Linked DNA regions of Mus musculus: regions 1, 2 and 3 are each linked to region 4. A link is a contact called in public HiChIP or PLAC-seq and promoter capture Hi-C data. All regions are on one chromosome and are shown on one strand. The core of a region is the stretch at or near the end of the contact, and the rest is flanking DNA. Distances in the headings are between cores, read along the strand shown. Region 1 holds the start of Itga9 (integrin alpha 9). Region 2 holds the start of Golga4 (golgi autoantigen, golgin subfamily a, 4). Region 3 holds the start of Sec22c (SEC22 homolog C, vesicle trafficking protein). Region 4 holds the start of Wdr48 (WD repeat domain 48).

Region 1 (2,700 bases), core at 46-2,545, 1.3 Mb before region 4:
CACCAGCTCCTGCCTCCAGATTCCTGCCCTGTTTTGAGTTCCTGTCCTGACTCCCTTCCATGATGAACAGTACAAGCTGAATCAACCCCTTCCTCTGAAACTTGCTTTTGGACATGGTGTTTCATTGCAGCAATACTGACCACAAGTAAGACAGCAGTAGTGCATCCGAGCTATGCAAATTACCTGACTGCAGTGGTTTAAGACAGCAACATTGATCATCTAACAATGCTGGACAGGTCATGGGTCTCGCTGGCCTGCGTTCCTGGAAGGGGTAGAGGAGAAGACATTTCTCTGTCCCCAGTTTTTGAAGCTGCCTGGCTTCTTTACCTCATGGACCCTTCCCTCCAGCTCCCAAGCTAGCGGTGATCTGGCTTCCTTTGTCACAGCCCTTCTGATGACAGCTGGAAGAGGCTCTTCACCTGTAAAGATCCCCGTGTTTAGACTGCTGGCGAGTGGATAACTCTGGAATGTGCACCCCCCCCCCACCCCACCTTGCCTACCCTAGGCTTTGACTGTTGTTGTAAGGATAAGCCTGATTAGAAAGAAAAAGATAAAGGCGTCGTGTGTGTTTAGTATGAATGAGACTTTGGAAGTGGAGAGGGTGGGAAGGGATGGGGAGGGGGTTGTGATTTTACCAGAGTAAAGAGTTAGTTCAACAATAACATTAAACTTGGAATAGTCAACTTCATAGAGTCAGGGATAAATGAAACTTGCCGGGGGCTGGACTGGGCTGGGCGTGCTTGTTAAATTTATGTATAATTTAATTTGCAAGATGAGCTATTGATGATCACATAACCAAAATGAGGTTATGACGTAAACTTTATGCAACGTATACTTCACCATAATCTCCCACATACAGGGGAGCACACCTGGCTGTATTGTATGTCTGCCAAGTTGGAAAGCGCTGGCCAGGTCAGGGAGTATGGAAGAACGCTCTGCTCTCTTCCACATGACTAATTCTTACAGCAACTGACTGGCGGTCTTGAGCGGTTGCCTCTGAAGAAGAGCTTCCAGATGGGCAGGGCCAGAATATTTACCCATCCTTGGCTCGGGTAGCTTTGGGTCTTTGTGTGTGAGAGAGAGACTTTCAGTGTAAGACAAAAGGAGAGAGACCCAGCCAGCTTGGACACAGCAGAGCCTAGGACATTGAGAGGATGCAGTTCACCGAGGTCCAGAACCTGGACCCGGGGGTGCGCCTGAGACCGCGTCCAGCAGGGGGCGCTGCGGACCCGTCCCGCCCGGGCCGCCCGGGCCGCCCACCCCGCGGGCGCGCCTCTCCGCAGTCCAGTGCCGCCCGGGCCCGGGACCCGCTCCTTCCGAGAGCGCAGACCTCTCGGCGGGCATCGAGAGGACGCGGGGCGCTGGCGGCCGTCCCTGGCCTTGCTCCGGCTCTCGCTGTAGCCCATCGCCGCGTCCCGGGCTTAGACTCGGAGCGTACGGCTCCCGCCCCGGGCAGCGGCGTGTCCCGGGAGCCCCGATCGCGGGGCAGGGCGCAGGGCGGCGGCCGGCTGGGGATGGGCGGCCCGGCTGCGGCGCGGACCGGCGCCGGAGGGCTCCGCGCGCTGCTGCTGGCGCTGGTGGCCGCGGGGGTCCCGGCCGGCGCCTACAACCTGGACGCGCAGCGCCCGGTACGCTTCCAGGGCCCCTCAGGCTCCTTCTTCGGCTACGCGGTGCTGGAGCACTTCCACGACAACACGCGCTGGTAAGTGTCTCCCGCGGATCCTCGACCCTGGCGTGGGCACCCCGTGGTCCCCCAAGTTGGCCGCCGCCTTTCCGGCCTCTTCCACTCCACCTCCCGCGGGGCCGATTTAAATGTCCGGGCGGCCACGCTGACATCCTGGCCTGCTCTCCGAGGCCCGGGGCGTCCCTGGGGTCCCTGTCCTCCCTGGGCAGTCAGACGCAGCTTCGCTCTCGCCAAAGCAAAGTTACTTGGCTGTCTGCCTTCCAGGGGCCACCGCGGGCTGGCCATCTGCCCCAGATCCCCGGGGGGCCCCTAGGAGGCCAGGCTGCTCTTGGGGACCACTTCATGTAACTCTAGGGCAGCAGCATGCAGGAAGCAGAGAAACAAGGGGTGTGGTGGGAGTGGGTCCTGGTGGCTTAGGAATCTCCAGAAGAGGTACCCAGGGGCCCCACAAAGTTCTGAGAGGATCTGGGATGCAGAGAGGACCCCCAAGGAGCAGACTGTGTGGCTGGTGGGCAGCCTGGAGCTCTCCCACGTGTCTAGAGACAAGATTTAGGAAGCTGAAGTTTTTAATCAAGGGGTACAGTTTTGAACCAGCGAGATGGGTGGGCCTGCAGAAAAGAATAAGTCTCTCCCTCATTAAGCATCAATAGTGAAGTTAACTGACCCCACAGCAGGAGCGCTTAGAGAAGGCGGATAGACCACTTCCTTGGAATGAACGAGCCACACCATGCACCACGCCCACCTATTCAAGGCAGCTAGAGTTCAGTAGCTCCCCAGCCTCATTTTAGATGATGTTACTGTGGACCCAGGAGATGGCTGGTTCACGTTGAGGGTGCTATCCCGTGAGCGAGCATCTTTAGAAGCAGCAGGCCGGGAGATGGAGACTGGCAGTGTGTGTGCTTGGACATGTAACTTACTGGGAGTCTCTGCTCGGAATTGGACAGGGGCCGAGGCAATCGGGGGCTTGTGGATGCGGGTCTTTCAGAACCCTGGAGAAAGAGAACTTTGTGACTGGC
Region 2 (2,700 bases), core at 19-2,518, 1.4 Mb before region 4:
GCATGTGACTGGCATTGGAAGTCTTGTGGGACTGAGGCCTAAACCTGTGGATCTGGTTTTCTCTGTCTCTCTGTCTCTCTCTCTGTCTCTGTCTGTCTCTGTCTGTCTCTGTCTGTCTCTGTCTGTCTCTGTCTCTGTCTCTGTCTCTGTCTCTCTCTCTCTCTCTCTGAGTCAGGGTGTCCCTATGTAACATAGGCCCATCTGGCCTGGAACTCGGAGATCACCTGGCCTCAGCCTCCCAGGTGCTGGGATTAAAGGTGTACACCCCCATGCACCAGTTCTTAATGTTCTGTTCAAAGAATCAGAACTGAATGGATGCCATCCAGGTAGTAGCTTGTGCAGAACCCAGAGTTTCGAGGTCATATGGGTCTTTGTGAGCAGAGGTTTCAGAAATATTCTATGTTGTGCAAGTGTAGGGGGTTCTCAGCAGATGGAAAAGTCTAGGTAGGGGAAGACAGCTCCTTTGGAGTGCAGCCACAGATATTAAGCACTAAAGGCAGATAATTCTGACTAGGCAGAAAATTGTGCACCTGTAGGCCTCAGCTATTCTGGAGGCAGGAAAATCACTTTAGTTAACAAATTCAAGGCCAGTCTGCCTAATTCAGCCAGACTATTTATGTTTGAGACAGGATCTCACTGTAGCTCAGACTGGCCTTAAATTCATATAGGCAAGAATGACCTTGAACTTCTCGTCCTACTGCTTCTACCTCTGGATGCTGGGATTACAGGTATACACCATCACACCCAGTTTATGCGATGCTGAGGCTAGAGCCAATCCTTCCTGCATATGCTAGGTAAACAAACGTTCTACACCCTCAGCCCCAGATTTTCTCTTTAAACCAACCAACCAACCAACCAATGAACCAATGAACCAACGAACCAACTAGCTGGCCAACCAGCGAACCAACTAGTCATCTATACCATCCAACCCACTATCCAAAAACCTTTCGAGAGAATTCTAAACGATCGTGCCACACGACACTGAATACACTTCTGCATTCCTAGCTCTATCCTCTCTCACCCCAGCCTTCTTCACTGTGGTGCTCAGTGGTGGGATGCTCCCTATTTGACAGCACAGCTCCAAGACTCCCGCTAGAGTCAGCGCAGACGCCACTGTGCACGCGCGTTCACCCGCACCGCCTCCATATTGTCCGCCGCGGCGCTCCGTAGCAAGCCCCTGGCAAGCTCCACGTCGACCGCGCAGGCGCCCGGGGCGCGTTCACCTGCTGCCGTTGTCGCCGCCGCCGCCGCCGCTGACGGGGCTGGATGGGGGGCCGAGGCCAGCCAGGGGCACCCAGAAAGAAGAGACGCGGCGGCGGCGACGCCGACACCCGCACGACGAGCGCCCCGAGGTGCCCGCCAGCTCCACAGGAAGGCGGCGAGGCCCGGGCCCGGCCGCCCCGCGGGTAGAGACGCTGCCGGCCCCTCGCCGCGCCATGTTCAAGAAGCTGAAGCAGAAGATCAGCGAGGAGCAGCAGCAGCTGCAGCAGGCGTTAGCCCCTGCTCAGGTACGTCGTCCCCCTGCGCCGAGGCCCGGGAAGCGGGCGAAAGTTCCCCATGACCTTTGACCTCCGCCCCAGGAACACCCCCCCCCCCCAAACCGTAGCCCTGGAAGGTTTGGGACCACCCAGCCGGTGTAGGAACCCTGGCCTGGTTTCTCCCAAAACTCCGTCCCTGTGCAGGGTGACGGGACCGGTCGGGACATTTGACTTCGGAGTTTCCCCTCTAAGGACCGACCCGGTCTGACAGATGGGTGCGATGGGTTCGGGTCCTGCGTGGGGAGCTTCTCTCGCCCGTCAGAGACCCTGACTCTAGAGTGGTGACGGGGGCGGGGCAACCCAGATCCTTTGTGATATGTGACCTCTGCCCTCTGCCCCATATATGACCAATGTCCTCTGGGTTCCCTGGACATCGCACCCGGAATGACCAGGTCCCTGTAAGTCTCCTGCTTCCAAACCCTGATCGAGGCAGAGAGTCGAGCCTGCCCGGGCCAGGCTGCTCGCAGGAGCCGAGGGCGGCGGTCCAGCGACCAAGCCTGTCACGAGTTAGTCACTTCGTGTAACTTGGGTGATGGCGGACAGGGCTCAGGGGCAGACACTGAACGGGACGGGCACCGAGCCTGTCAGCAACCGGGCTCTTGCATCTTTTCTGGAAGGTCGTTGCTTTTTAAGGGAGTATGGTTTCGGGCTGGGAAAAGGGGGCGTGTTCGTGTTAGAAACAAACTACCCCTCTCCAGCACTCAGGGTGTGAAGGACGGGAGGGGAGGGTTTCTGCTGAATCTCTCCCCAGTCTCCCTGAATATCAGTAGATTGAACACGAACGTCTTTTCTTTTATGGTTAGAAACCTGGAAAGCCCATGGCTCAAGAAAGGTCGTAGTTTGGCTAAGTGGGAAGCAGTTTGGGTGTTTAAATATAACGACCCAGCATTCTGTTTCTAGAAACATAGTCTGAGAAGATTTAGGATGCAAAAACATTTAGTTACACGATTTCTTTTTTCTTGTGTGCGCGCGTGGGCAGGTGGCAGCCAGAAGACAACCATGGTGTCGTCATTCCTCATCCCTCGGGCTTTATTCTTTTTATTTTACTATTTAAAAAAGATTTCTGGATTTCTTTATGTGAGTGTCTTGTCTGTCTGTATGTCTGTACACTGTGTGAGGCCAGAAGATAGTGTTGGATCCCAGGGAACTTGTCATGCATGGT
Region 3 (2,700 bases), core at 160-2,659, 1.8 Mb after region 4:
TGGTAGAGGAAGGGTCCCTACAAGTGCCCCTTGAAATGCAGAGTGTGGTGGCTTAAGCTCATAATATCAGCACTTGGGGGGTGGGGTGGAGGCAGGAAGGTCAGGAGTTCAAAGTCACCCCCAGGCGAGTGGCATGTTAAAGGGCAGTTTAGGCTGCAGGACAGCCTGCCTAAAACAGAACCAAGTGGTGAGTAAACTGCTGGAGTTAAAGCTCAGAGGCACACACCGTTAATCCCAGGATTTAGAAGAGGCAGGCAGACCCAGGCCAGCATGGCCTACACAGTAAGTTTCATACCAGCCAGGACTACAGAGTGAGACCCTCTCTAAAATAAAATAAAACCACCTCTCCTTACCTAGTGTATTATACTCTAAAGTCAGTTGTCTTGTCTGGCTATGCACTGCCTCTATCTCTGCCACCTGAGTGCTGGGATTAAAGATGTGCACCATCACCCCAGCCTTGATCTGAAATTCTTTATGAGACCTCAAGATGTCCTCTCTGTTGTCCACTAAACATTTACGAGGCATCTCTAGGGACCTGTCTACAACTGTCTTCCTGAGAAAGCTGCGGTGCGAATGAATCCTGTATATCAGTGTCAGGCTATGCAAAGCTGTCCCCGTTCTCATTTCCCTGACAAGTTCTTTACCTGAATAAACTCTCTGTGTAGACTTTTACAGACACGTTGCTCTAGCATTGGCTCTGCACTGAGGGTTGCTTTAGTTTCTCTGATCTTGTCACCCGCTACACCAACCGAGCTGGGCATGGAGGCCATACACCTGTGATCCCAGAACTTGCGGGGCGGGGAGTGGAGGCAGGAGGATCCCAAGCTCAAGGCCAAACTCGAGTTACATGGGGCTCCGTTTCACAAGACCGCAAACTGTAACGGCACCTTTCATCAGAGGTAACTCAGTTCCTTCCCTGGATTTGGCTTTTTGCAAGCTTGACCCCCGCTCTGCTCTGCAGGTTCTTTGTCCCGGCTTATCCAAGTCCAGGAAAGTTGGTGTAGGGGTGACCAGGCCTTGAAGAAGCCAAGTTCTGCTAGACCAGCAGACTAAGGAAAGTTTGCTCTCAAAAGAAGCAAGTGACAGGACTAGAGTTCAGTCTACATAAAGGGAACCACCGCCCCGCCCTCCCGAGACACGCCCCGGCCCCGCCCCGGGCAGCAGGCACAGCGGGCAGCGCATCCCAGCCGGTACGCACCGTGCAGGGGGCCGGGCCTCGGCGGAGTCCCACCGGCCCGGGCTGCAGCCCGGTGGCCTAGACCCCGACCCCACCTCTCCACGCCCGCCTGGCCCGCTAACCTCACCTCGCCCCCGCGGCCGACCTCCGCCTCGGCCACCGCAGCCCACCCCGGCGGCCGGCGGGGTGCAGGTTACCCGCGGCCCGGCTGTAGGAGGCAGGATGTGGTGCTCATGCGCACACCGTGAGCTCCCATTCGCTGCTGCTAAGCGACGCCAAACAGACCAATCGTGGGGCGTCTCTGCTGTCCAGTTGTTCAGACCCGGGAATTGAGTGAATCTACCAGGGCTGGCCCGGGTTTGCTCCCCTCAGCCCGCGTCTCTTCCGCAGGTCCCCAGGCCCACGTGCGAGTCTCACCTCGAGCGGTGAGAAGAGGCTCCGACGTCCCCACGATGCCTGGCCTGGAGCGGACAGGGCTGTTCTCCAGAGGCGTCTAGGCCCCGTGTGACTGGAGTGACACTCCCTGGGCGTGGGTTCTTGCAGGCTACGCAGCTGGGCAAGAGGCCCGAGATAGAGGATCCGAAGAGCACAGCCTTCTGCCAGCCTGGAGGAGGTGCCAAAGTCCGATCCCTGAGCCACACACACCTCGCTATGAGGCTGGAGGGAGATTGGGTAGCACAGTTAGGCCCTTACTGTTTTGACAAGTGCTGAGCACCGCTGTTTGCCGCGCACTGCGTACACAGGAAGTGTGAACACAGAAACCAAATCAAGAGAAGGGGGTAGGGCACCAGGCAGGAATTCTGGTGTTTAAACACGAGTTATGCTTCACAGAAGCATGGGTTCCAAAGAGAATTTACAGGAACAGTTGTCTTGGAGTTGGGGCTCAGGAAAAGCTTCTCCAAGTCTCAGGCCATTGGGCAAGGGAGAGTTTGTGTGTTTCAGAGACATTTGCTTGTGCACAGAACTCTGTGGGGCTGAGGATGTATCTCTGTTGATAGAATAACTGAACTACAAAACCCCGGGTCAGGCCTGTCACCCTCTTCATACATCAGAACTCCAGGCTTTCCTTGGAACGTCCCGGCTCTGGTTCTCAGGACCTCAGCTTCTCACTAATGTTACATCATCAGCTTCACGGATACTTCATTTTTATCCCTTGAGACAGGGTCTTGTGTATCCCAAGCTGACCTTGAATTCACTGTGTAGCAGGCTGACTCTGAAGGCTATCCTACAAACTCCATTTGCTGGGCGCTGGGATTACCGATGTGTGTGTGCTTCCACAGCAAGGTTGTGTGGCTCTGGAGCTCAACCCCAGGGCTTCCTGCCTTCTAGACAAGAGCACTACCCACTGGGCCACATCCCCAGTCCCAGCTCCCCTGATTCTGAGGCCAAGTGCAAGTCAGTGAACCCCAGAACTGGCTCCCCTGGTTCTCAGCCTCTGTCACCACATGAGCATGTTCCCCTCATAAACCACCATATAGTCAGAGAGAGCCTATCCATTCCATCTCTGCGGAGAAGCCTACAGT
Region 4 (2,700 bases), core at 157-2,656:
TACAGTACCAAGCTGGAATTCCTTCCAGTAGAACAGACCTCAAATCCAAAAGTAATTGGTTGCCCTCATAACCCTACAGCAGCGGGCACATCTTGCCTGGCAAGGTGGTCGGCTGGTTTATCACGGATGCTTCTTTTTCCCTGGCAGGATTCACAGCACCTATGAAAGCCAGTCATCACAGAGAAGCCAGTCATCACAGAGTCATCACAGAGAAGCCAGTCATCACAGAGTCATCACTGACAAGTTTTTGGGTCAGTGCACTTTGATGTCTCTGTGTCCAGCTACCAAAGTATACAGTGTCTCCAGCAATAGTGTCTTACTACTTAGTTTCGGTGGGCAACCAAGTGCAACAGCTATAGCCTGTATTGTTTTAGGGGCTTCTGGGTCTTCCCTGACCATGTCATAGAAAGCTATCCCATGCCTGGCATTGAGATTTTCATCTAATAATGCATGTCTTTTGGGGGGAATCATTTTCCATCCATGCAAGTGTATCTCTTTGAAATTCTGTATTTTAGATTTACTTCTATTTTGGGAGAGTGTTCTACCTGCGTCCGAAAGGGGGCGTGTGGGACTGGAGTTTATTGCAGCTCATGAACTCCCAGGTGAATGCTGGGAACCAAACCCAGGTCCTCTGCAAGTGCTCTCAACTTCTCAGCCATCTCTCCAGCCCCTTTGTATTTTTTAATTAGTTTATAAAGGTAGTGGGTTTCCATAGGGGTTATAGTACTTTGGTCATGTTTTTGCCAAAACGATCATTTAAAATATATTGTCAAGTTAGCAGGGCCTATGCGAACATTATCTCACTTAACATCCTAAGATCCATATTATAGCTGTACAGGCACACGTCTGTAATTCTGAGAGTCTGGGTAAGATCCTGAGGGGGCTGGTGAGATGAATCACTGGATAAAGGTGCCTACTGCCAAGCCTGAGTTAGAATCTCAAGGCCCACATAGTGGAAGAAGAAGACTACCACAAGTTGTCCTCTCCGCTGGTGTTTGAGAACAGCCAGGACTACACAGCGAGACCATGCCTCAAAATAACTAAATGACAACAACATTTTATTATTATTATTTTTAAAACCTATAAATATGGAGTTAGAGACGTGGTCCAGTTGCTAAGCACTGGCTTAAGTGGCTGGGGCACGACTTAAGCACGACTCTCTTGAGCGCTTTCTCTCTGCATGCAGGCGCTGGGACGGCCCTGGGGCTTAGCTGCACAGAGGTAGACCAGTACGGGCCCCCAAGCCCTGGTTCCAAGAGCGTTCCCGCCCACACGCTGCTATTTCTCCGCCAGCGCCTCCCCTCGCAACCAGCCCGGAAAGCCTACGCCCTACCTACCTTCTACCCAACCACAGAGTAGGGCGGGACATCCGCTGGCGCTTCAACTCTCCCGGAAGTGACGTCGGAGTGTCAACATGCAAGATGGCGGCCCATCACCGGCAGAACACAGCCGGGCGGAGGAAAGTGCAGGTATGGCGGCCCGGCTCCGCGGCCTTGGCGACACTGCCGTCGGCTCTGGTACCCCCGCGGGCGGGCGGATGCCTCGGGCCGCGGCTGGCCGGGTTCGACAGCCGGAGGATGGCGGGGCGGGGCGCAGCGGCGCGAGGGGTGGGGCCGGGGCGCCAACGGCCTGAGGTGGCGGCGGGCGGACTGGGCGCGCGGGCCTCGCGAGCGGTCGCGGGGAACCGCCGTCCCGGCGAACCGCCGTCCCGGGACACCGGGCCTGCGGCGGCGCCATGGGCCTGCTGCCCGCTCACCTGCCTCTGCTCTCGGCCGCCTTCCTCCGGAACAGCCGCGACCCGGCGGCGGAGGCCTCGCGGCGCCCGCGGGTGGGTGAGGCCGGGAAGCGAGGGGCCTTGCGGGGGCGTGGCGGGTCCGGGTCGCACGTGGGAGCGCTGTGCTGGAGGAAATGACAGTGTCCCTTCCTTAGCGATGGGCTTTGCCTCCGCCCTCCACCGTCCTCACTATGCATCTTCCGGGCTTCCTTTTTAGTCCTCATCTCCCTAACGTCGGAATCTCCAGTGATGAGCTCGCTGACCCGCACCGTGGGTGCTTTGGGTTTCCCCAAATCACGTTGGTTTGGTGTACGTTTGAGTTTTGCTTGCTGCCTTGTGTGCTGGGGATAAAGCTCGTTTAGCAGAGCCCTTCCTGTCCTGAGCAAGGTTCAAACCCCCTGCTCCACATAAAACCAGGCATGCTTGGTACCCGCCTGTACTTCTAGCGCTGCTTGTGTGTGTGTGTTTCTGTGGTGACGACAGGGGAATCGGAAATTCAAGGTCATCCTCCAGTACCTACCAAGTTTGAGATCAATCAGTCTGGGCTACACGAGACACACTGCCTTAAAAAAAAAAATGCATTCAGTCATTAAAGTGGACTGAGTGCATAGACTTGCCGCACAGAGGAGAAGAGACTAAAAGGGTTTAGCAGTCAGTAAACACTCCACGGATTGAACTCAGTGTTCAGAAGGGAGGGCCAAAGGTGAGTAACCCCAGCATAAGGCTGGAAAGCTGTGGCATTTTCTGAATGAGTGTCCTCTTTATAGTACTGACTTCCATTTGTTGGCCCTGTGTGCTCACTAATGGTTGTTTAATGGTTAGAATTGGGCTGACTGGGAGATGGTCAGTCTGGTGGAAGGCCTGTAGCACAAACATGAGGATCTGAATATCTGCGTCCACGTAAACATCTCTATCCCCTCACTTGA

Evidence for each region. Promoter capture Hi-C pulls out the DNA fragments that hold promoters and counts their contacts. HiChIP or PLAC-seq counts read pairs in DNA pulled down with a chosen protein or histone mark.
Region 1: a promoter capture Hi-C map of hippocampal neurons shows a contact between it and region 4, with 6 times the contacts expected there. The contact joins the promoter of Itga9 here to the promoter of Wdr48 in region 4. A contact is called at or near these places in 1 of 39 promoter capture datasets (hippocampal neurons) and 1 of 115 datasets of contacts at active chromatin or transcription factors (forebrain).
Region 2: a FOXA1 HiChIP or PLAC-seq map of pancreatic cancer cells shows a contact between it and region 4. The contact joins the promoter of Golga4 here to the promoter of Wdr48 in region 4. A contact is called at or near these places in 1 of 39 promoter capture datasets (hippocampal neurons), 1 of 484 Hi-C or Micro-C datasets (the G1E-ER4 cell line) and 1 of 115 datasets of contacts at active chromatin or transcription factors (pancreatic cancer cells).
Region 3: a contact with region 4 is called in a promoter capture Hi-C map of pre-B cells, with 4 times the contacts expected there. The contact joins the promoter of Sec22c here to the promoter of Wdr48 in region 4. A contact is called at or near these places in 2 of 39 promoter capture datasets (embryonic stem cells and pre-B cells) and 2 of 9 other capture datasets (adipose tissue and liver).

What each region holds. Positions count from the first base shown.
Region 1 is chr9:118,605,414-118,608,113 of GRCm38.p6, forward strand. It overlaps Itga9 (integrin alpha 9), which reads left to right and starts at 1,296. Exons shown (of 28, transcript NM_133721.2): 1 at 1,296-1,702. The coding sequence starts at 1,515.
Region 2 is chr9:118,505,050-118,507,749 of GRCm38.p6, forward strand. It overlaps Golga4 (golgi autoantigen, golgin subfamily a, 4), which reads left to right and starts at 1,269. Exons shown (of 24, transcript NM_018748.3): 1 at 1,269-1,508. The coding sequence starts at 1,437.
Region 3 is chr9:121,703,620-121,706,319 of GRCm38.p6, forward strand. Sec22c (SEC22 homolog C, vesicle trafficking protein) reads right to left here and starts at 1,410. Exons shown (of 7, transcript NM_001164562.1): 1 at 1,305-1,410.
Region 4 is chr9:119,893,489-119,896,188 of GRCm38.p6, forward strand. It overlaps Wdr48 (WD repeat domain 48), which reads left to right and starts at 1,407. Exons shown (of 19, transcript NM_026236.3): 1 at 1,407-1,469. The coding sequence starts at 1,422. It overlaps Gm2449 (a long non-coding RNA gene), which reads right to left and starts at 1,424. Exons shown (of 7, transcript XR_871350.2): 1 at 1,338-1,424; 2 at 39-159.